Regions from separate parts of the Mus musculus genome. Here region 2 is linked to region 1. A link is a contact called in public Hi-C data. All regions are on one chromosome and are shown on one strand. Each heading gives the region's core, a stretch centred on a gene start, on an enhancer-like site or on the middle of the called end of the contact. The rest is flanking DNA. Distances are from core to core; before and after follow the strand shown. Region 1 has its middle 37 kb from the start of Fcrls. Region 2 overlaps Gm40085 (predicted gene, 40085).

The links. A called contact is a pair of places that touch in the nucleus more often than the background predicts.
Region 2: a contact with region 1 is called in a Hi-C map of bone marrow-derived macrophages, with 24 read pairs. The contact joins two enhancer-like sites. A contact is called at or near these places in 2 of 15 datasets of contacts at CTCF or cohesin (the NIH/3T3 cell line and large pre-B cells), 7 of 484 Hi-C or Micro-C datasets (the 63-12 cell line, Th17 cells, bone marrow-derived macrophages and 4 more) and 1 of 115 datasets of contacts at active chromatin or transcription factors (bone marrow-derived macrophages).

What each region holds. Positions count from the first base shown.
Region 1 is chr3:87,225,498-87,228,466 of GRCm38.p6, reverse strand. No RefSeq gene overlaps it. Among named protein-coding and RNA genes, the nearest start is that of Fcrls, 37 kb to the left of the region's middle. Within about 2 kb of position 1,431, at least 1 of the 459 cell types and tissues checked has an H3K27ac peak or open chromatin away from gene starts, as enhancers often do. A contact at or near this core is called in bone marrow-derived macrophages, where this site is marked.
Region 2 is chr3:87,486,860-87,489,568 of GRCm38.p6, reverse strand. Gm40085 (predicted gene, 40085) reads left to right here. Exons shown (of 2, transcript NR_168327.1): 2 at 2,240-2,548. It also overlaps a transcript of Fcrl5 not described here. Among named protein-coding and RNA genes, the nearest start is that of Gm40085, 24 kb to the left of the region's middle. Within about 2 kb of position 1,433, at least 54 of the 459 cell types and tissues checked have an H3K27ac peak or open chromatin away from gene starts, as enhancers often do. A contact at or near this core is called in bone marrow-derived macrophages, where this site is marked.

The sequences.
Region 1 (2,969 bases), core at 182-2,681:
TGAACTCATTGACATAGAAAATGACCCTGATAGCAAGGGCACTAACAACAATTAACAAATGCGACCAAGTGATTCTGAAAAGCTTCTTATAGAAAAGAATACTATATTTGGACAAAGTGGTAAGATACAGAATAGAAAAGTATTTAACCAATTAAGCATCAAATAGCAGGTTAATATCTAACACATATAAAGAATTCAACAACCTAGACCTCAAGAAAACAAGCAACCCAATTAAAACTGGGGTACAGATGTAAACAGAGTTCCCAGGAGAGGAAACACAAATGGCTGAGAACTACTTAAAGAAATGTTCAACATCCTTAATCATCAGGCAATTGCAAGTTAAGCACTTTGAGATTTTATCTTATACCAGACAGAATGACCGGCATTAAGTAAACAGATGGCAGCCCATTCTGGTGAGGATGTGAGTAAGGGGGACACTCATCCACTGCTGGTGGGAGTGCCAATTTGTATACCCACTATGGGACTCAGGAAGGTGGTTCTTCAGGAAGCTGGGAATAGATCTACCTCAAGATCCATATACACCACTCTTGGACATAGACACAAATGATGCTCCATACCACTACAGAGACACTTACTCAAACATGTGCACTGCTACTCTATGCATCATAACCAAAAGTGCTCTCCACAAATGGAAGGTATGGCCCTATTACTGAAGACAATATCTACACAATTCAAGTGGCCAGCCCGAAAGTCACATACACGCAAGCACACTAAATGATCTCAGTAGGTTGTATTTGTGTGTGTATGTGCGTGCATGTGTGTGTGTGTGCGTGTGTCATGGTGAAAGCAAAAGAGGCCATAGATTTTAAATCGAATGGAGGGAGACTTGAGAAGACTCGGAGGGAGGAGATGAAGGGAGGAAGAGATATAAGTACAATATTCACATGAGTACAGGGTGATCACATGTTCATTCGGGAAATTTACTCATACACATAAATCTAAAAATAAATATCTTTTTAAAAGATAATGGACTCTTGTGCCTAGTGAAAGAAATTCAGAGTAACATTCCATCTTTGACATGGTTACTATTTCTCATCCAGGTCTATGTTGACAAAGAACAATGGGTAGGGCAGGGAGCTTTTTTTAAGTTTGATTTTTAAGGAAAAAAGCTTGAGCAACTCTGAAGGTGTAGCCAAGGTGCATGCTAAAACAGAAGGTGGTAATTGTTAATGCACATCTGCACTGTAGTGAACAGGAGAGAAAGCATCCAAGGACAACGCCCCGCCCACCGAAGGCACCAACCAAATCGTGGAAATGCAGATTAATTTAAGGAAGACAGCCTGAACTCTGCAACCTAAGGCAGTCCCCTCCTGGAAAAGAATTTCCTCCCCGGAGTTAGCATACTCAGCCAAGGGACACGGCTCCACCTAAATCTCCTGTCTTAGTTTCATTTCTGCAACTGTGATTGTATATCCTGAAAAGAAGAAATTTAGGGAAGGAAGGGCTTATTTCTGCCCACAGTTACAAGTTACAGTTCATCATAACAGAGGAATCAAAGTGACAGGAACTTAAAATAGCTAGTCATATTAAATCTATAGCCAAGAACAGAGAGAAATAAATGCATGCATGCTTACTGCTCTGCTTGCTTGATCCGCTCATATGGTTGAGAACTCAAGCCTAGGGAATGGAGCTGCCCACCTTTAGTCTGGGTCTTCTAACATTAACTAATGTAATCAAGACAACTTGCTATAGACATGTCCACAGGCCATCCTAATCCAGACAATCCTTCATAAAGACTTTCTTCCTAGATGACTCTAGATTGTATAAATAATTAAATTAACAGCCTAGCAGTGGTAGGGTGGTGTGCACCTTTAATCTCAGGACTCAGGAGGCAGAGGCAAGCAGATCTCTGAGTTCGAGGCCAACCTGGCCTACAGAGCAAATTCCAGGACAGCCAGTGCTACACAGAGAGACTCTGTCTCAATAAAACAAAACAAAACAAAGCAGGGCGGGGGAGAAACAATTACTATTCCTTTTCAACTAAACTCATTAGTCTGAGCCGTAACCCTTGGCCCCAAGTGTATGAAGTTTTTCTCATAATGTAAAATTTAGTTTACTTATAATCCCCCATAGTGTTTTAAAATCCAGATATTTTAAAAGTCCAAAGTCTCTTAATTGTTAAGTGCCTATAAAAATCTAAAATAAGTTATATACTTCTAACTTACAATGGTGCAAAGTAAATATACATTTTCCAAAAGAGTTAGGGGCATAATACAATAATACCAAAACAGAAACAAAATCCCTCATAGCAAATGCTAAATCCTGAAGTTCTGTGTCTGGACCTGGGCTGCAGAGTATCATCTTCTGGGCTCCAAAGGCTTCAGGCAGTGCTATTCTTTCAGCCTTGTCTGAAGTACACAGAGATTCTTCTCTCTTAGGCTTAGGCCAGCTCCATTCCAGATCCTCATCTCTGCAGAGTCAATGTCTGATGGCCCGGGCATCTCCAATATGCTGCAGTTATGACTGCAACTGACTCATCTCAGCTTCAGTCACTAGACCTCTCCGGCTCTCTATATAAGGACCTAACCCTGCCACACAGTGCCTGGTCTTAGATGCCCTGCATGATTTCCTCAATATTACATCTCTCATGACTTCAAAATCGGTACCACACGGACAGTGCTTATCTTAGCTTTGTCTTGCTGTGTGCAAGCTTATGTTTCCTCATCACAGTCATTCATCAATGGAAGTTAGAGAGGAACGCACGGCAGGATGGAGGAATGGAAGTAGAAGACACAGAGGAATGCTGCTTACCGGCTTGCTTTCCCTTGGCTTGCTCAGTGTGCTTTCTTATAGCTCCCAGGACCACCAGCCCAGGAAAGGCACCACCCACGTGGGAGCTGGGCCCTCCCACATCAATCACTAATTAAGAAAAATGCACAACAGACTTGTCTACAGACTTCTCTTAAGGAGGCATGTTCTCAATTTAATGTCCCTCTTTCCAAATGACT
Region 2 (2,709 bases), core at 184-2,683, 260 kb before region 1:
CTCTAGCCTTTCTTCAGAGCATTTAATATTTGTTAACATTTACAAAATCAGGATGAAGGGAGAGAGGCAACTAGCTTACAGTGAAGAGGAGGCTGAGGATCCAAGCTCAGGCACTCTAGGCTACAAAAGGGGTGAGGCCCTATGTCTTCTCAAGAGGGAAAGACTGAGGCTGAAGGGGAAAGGGATGGAAACAGATGTCAGACCTGGAGCAGAGAAGTGAGGATTTCACACTGTGGTATCCATGCCTGAAACACAGGAGGTAACACTGTCTTGAAGCTGTGCTGTGAAAGAGGGGTCAGCTAGACTCTGGAGTCTGAGCTGGAGAGGGCTGCACTGGCCTGGGCTTCTCCAGTGAGCAAGGAGAGTTGTTGGTGTACACTTCTCTTCTGGCTCAGGGGCTCCTTTCCAGGTTCATTGCCACTAAGCAGAAGCCTTTTCAGGGCCTGGGTATGTCTTAAATCTATGCATGACATTTTATCACCTGTTCTCCTATAAAATATGAAAAAGTTGGATGAGAGTAACAGTGTGCAGAAAACCTCCTTATCATTCCTGGGTATTGATTCTTCCTCCTCTCTGACACGCTGCCTGGCCCTGGGTGTTGTGTTTCATTAAAAAAAAAAAAAAAAAAAAAAAAGAAAAGAAAAAGAAGTCAGGGATATGTTTGGTAGAGGCACAGTATGGTGCTGGGAAGGGGGTGCCTCTGTGGGCCCATGCTGAGGCATCCCGTCCCCCTGAGAGACCAGTCACACGATGGATATAGTATAGAGTAGAGTTTATTTTAGGGCATGGGGAGGGGAGTTGAGAGAGAGTTGAGAGTTGAGAAGGGAGGGAGGGAGGGTTGGAGGGAGGGAGGGAGAGAGAGAGAGAGAGAGAGAGAGAGAGAGAGAGAGAGAGAGAGAGAGAGAGAGGGAGAGAGAATAGAGGAGTAGAAGAGAAGAAGCCAGCCATAAACATGTGGAGAGATGGGGGAGGGGAATGGGGAGAGAAGGGACAGAGAGGGAAGAGGGTTAGAGAGCAAGAGAGTAAGAGAGCAAGAGAGTGAGGAGGGGGCAAGTAGCCCCTTTTATAATGAGTCAGACATACCTGGCTGTTGCCTGGTAACTGTGGGGCAGAGCCTAGAAGAAATGTTAACACACTGGGAATTATTTCATAATGGTTCTTAGCAAACCCTAAAAACCAGAGGAGGTGACCACCTTCAGGAGAGTATGTATTGTGGAGTAAGACACAGGCTCAAAGGAACAAATGTGACTCTTGTATGTGAGGAGTTTCCAGCTCCCAGTGAAAAGACTCTCAGCCTTCAGATTCAGGAAACTCAATGAAAACCCTCTTTATAAAAGAACAAACAGTTTCTAGAACTAAAAGATCCTATGCAAATATGATGTGGTTGGTTTCGTTTAGCATTCTGTCACTGAACCACATTGTGTGTATGTGTGTGTCTGTGTGTGTGTTGTGAAAGGAGAAATGAAACTATCAGGGGACTGGTGAGAAAGAAGCACTGAGTCAGAGGGTGGGGGTGGGGGAATGAATGCTCAACACACAAGAATGTATTCTTGTATGAAGTTTTCAAAAAGAAAAGAAACAAAATAGTAAGAGCTAATGAGCTGAATGGTAGGAAGGCTTTGACTCGTATTACAAAGAACCCCAGCCAGCAATGAACATCCAGTGAGTTTCATGCAGCTTAGTGGACTGGATAGAGCACATTTGTGAAATAGGGCTGTGGAATGATCAGTGAGCTCTTCAGCGTCATTTAAAATAGGGAGCTTTTGTGACAGAATGGAGACCATTCCATTTCTGGATGCTCTTTAGCAGGTGAAATATATTAAAGGGAATCTATAACAGGCTCTTAGACATTGCTCTTAATGAAAAGCACCAACTCCTCTCTGGGGCCTGTAAGGTGACTCAGAGCTGAGTGAAAGTCTAGCTTTTGGGACTTCAGTTTTTATTGTTCCCCACCCCCGACCCCGTTCCTTCAAACTTTATGCTTAACTGGACAGTTAACTTGGGCATGCTAATTACCGAAGGAACATCTGTCTGAGCAGCCGTGTGATGCATTGCTATAATTCTAGACATGGGAGGCTGAGGCTGGAGAATCACCAGTCAGAAGGCAGGCTTAAAACTGTCTCAAAAATGATAATACTCTCAGTTCTCTTCAAGGCTAAAGAAACAAAGATGTGTGTAATCAAAGAATGCTGCCACACCCTCATCAAGATTCTAAATCTGTGTTCATCTTGTATTCCAGACACATCAGAACCTACAAACAAATCATTCCATCATGAGATAGCCTAAGTAGGAGCAATCATCTCATGGGGAACAAGACTGCTCCCTTAGCAAGAAGGACTTCTTTGGGCCACATGGCTGAATCAGACTGTAGAGAATGAGTAACTGGAACACTCTTGGACCAAGATGGCTTACTTATATGTGCTTCTCATCACTGCCTCAATTCTTCCTCTATTTAATGTTAAAACTCATGCCAGGACCATGAAGGTGGGCTCCAGTGTTTTGTGCCTCTCTAAACAACTGTTTTGATAAAATATTTTCTTGCCTCTCATCTTACTTTTCTTTGCTTTCTTTGGTAAGTGGCTTAACCTGGTACATTGAACAGGAGCCAGCCTCTGGTCTTGAACTATAGTTACATACAATGTTGTCTTCAGGGCATTGGGCTTGGAAAAAAAAAAAGAAAATGGAAGACTAGAGACTCTTGCTTGCACT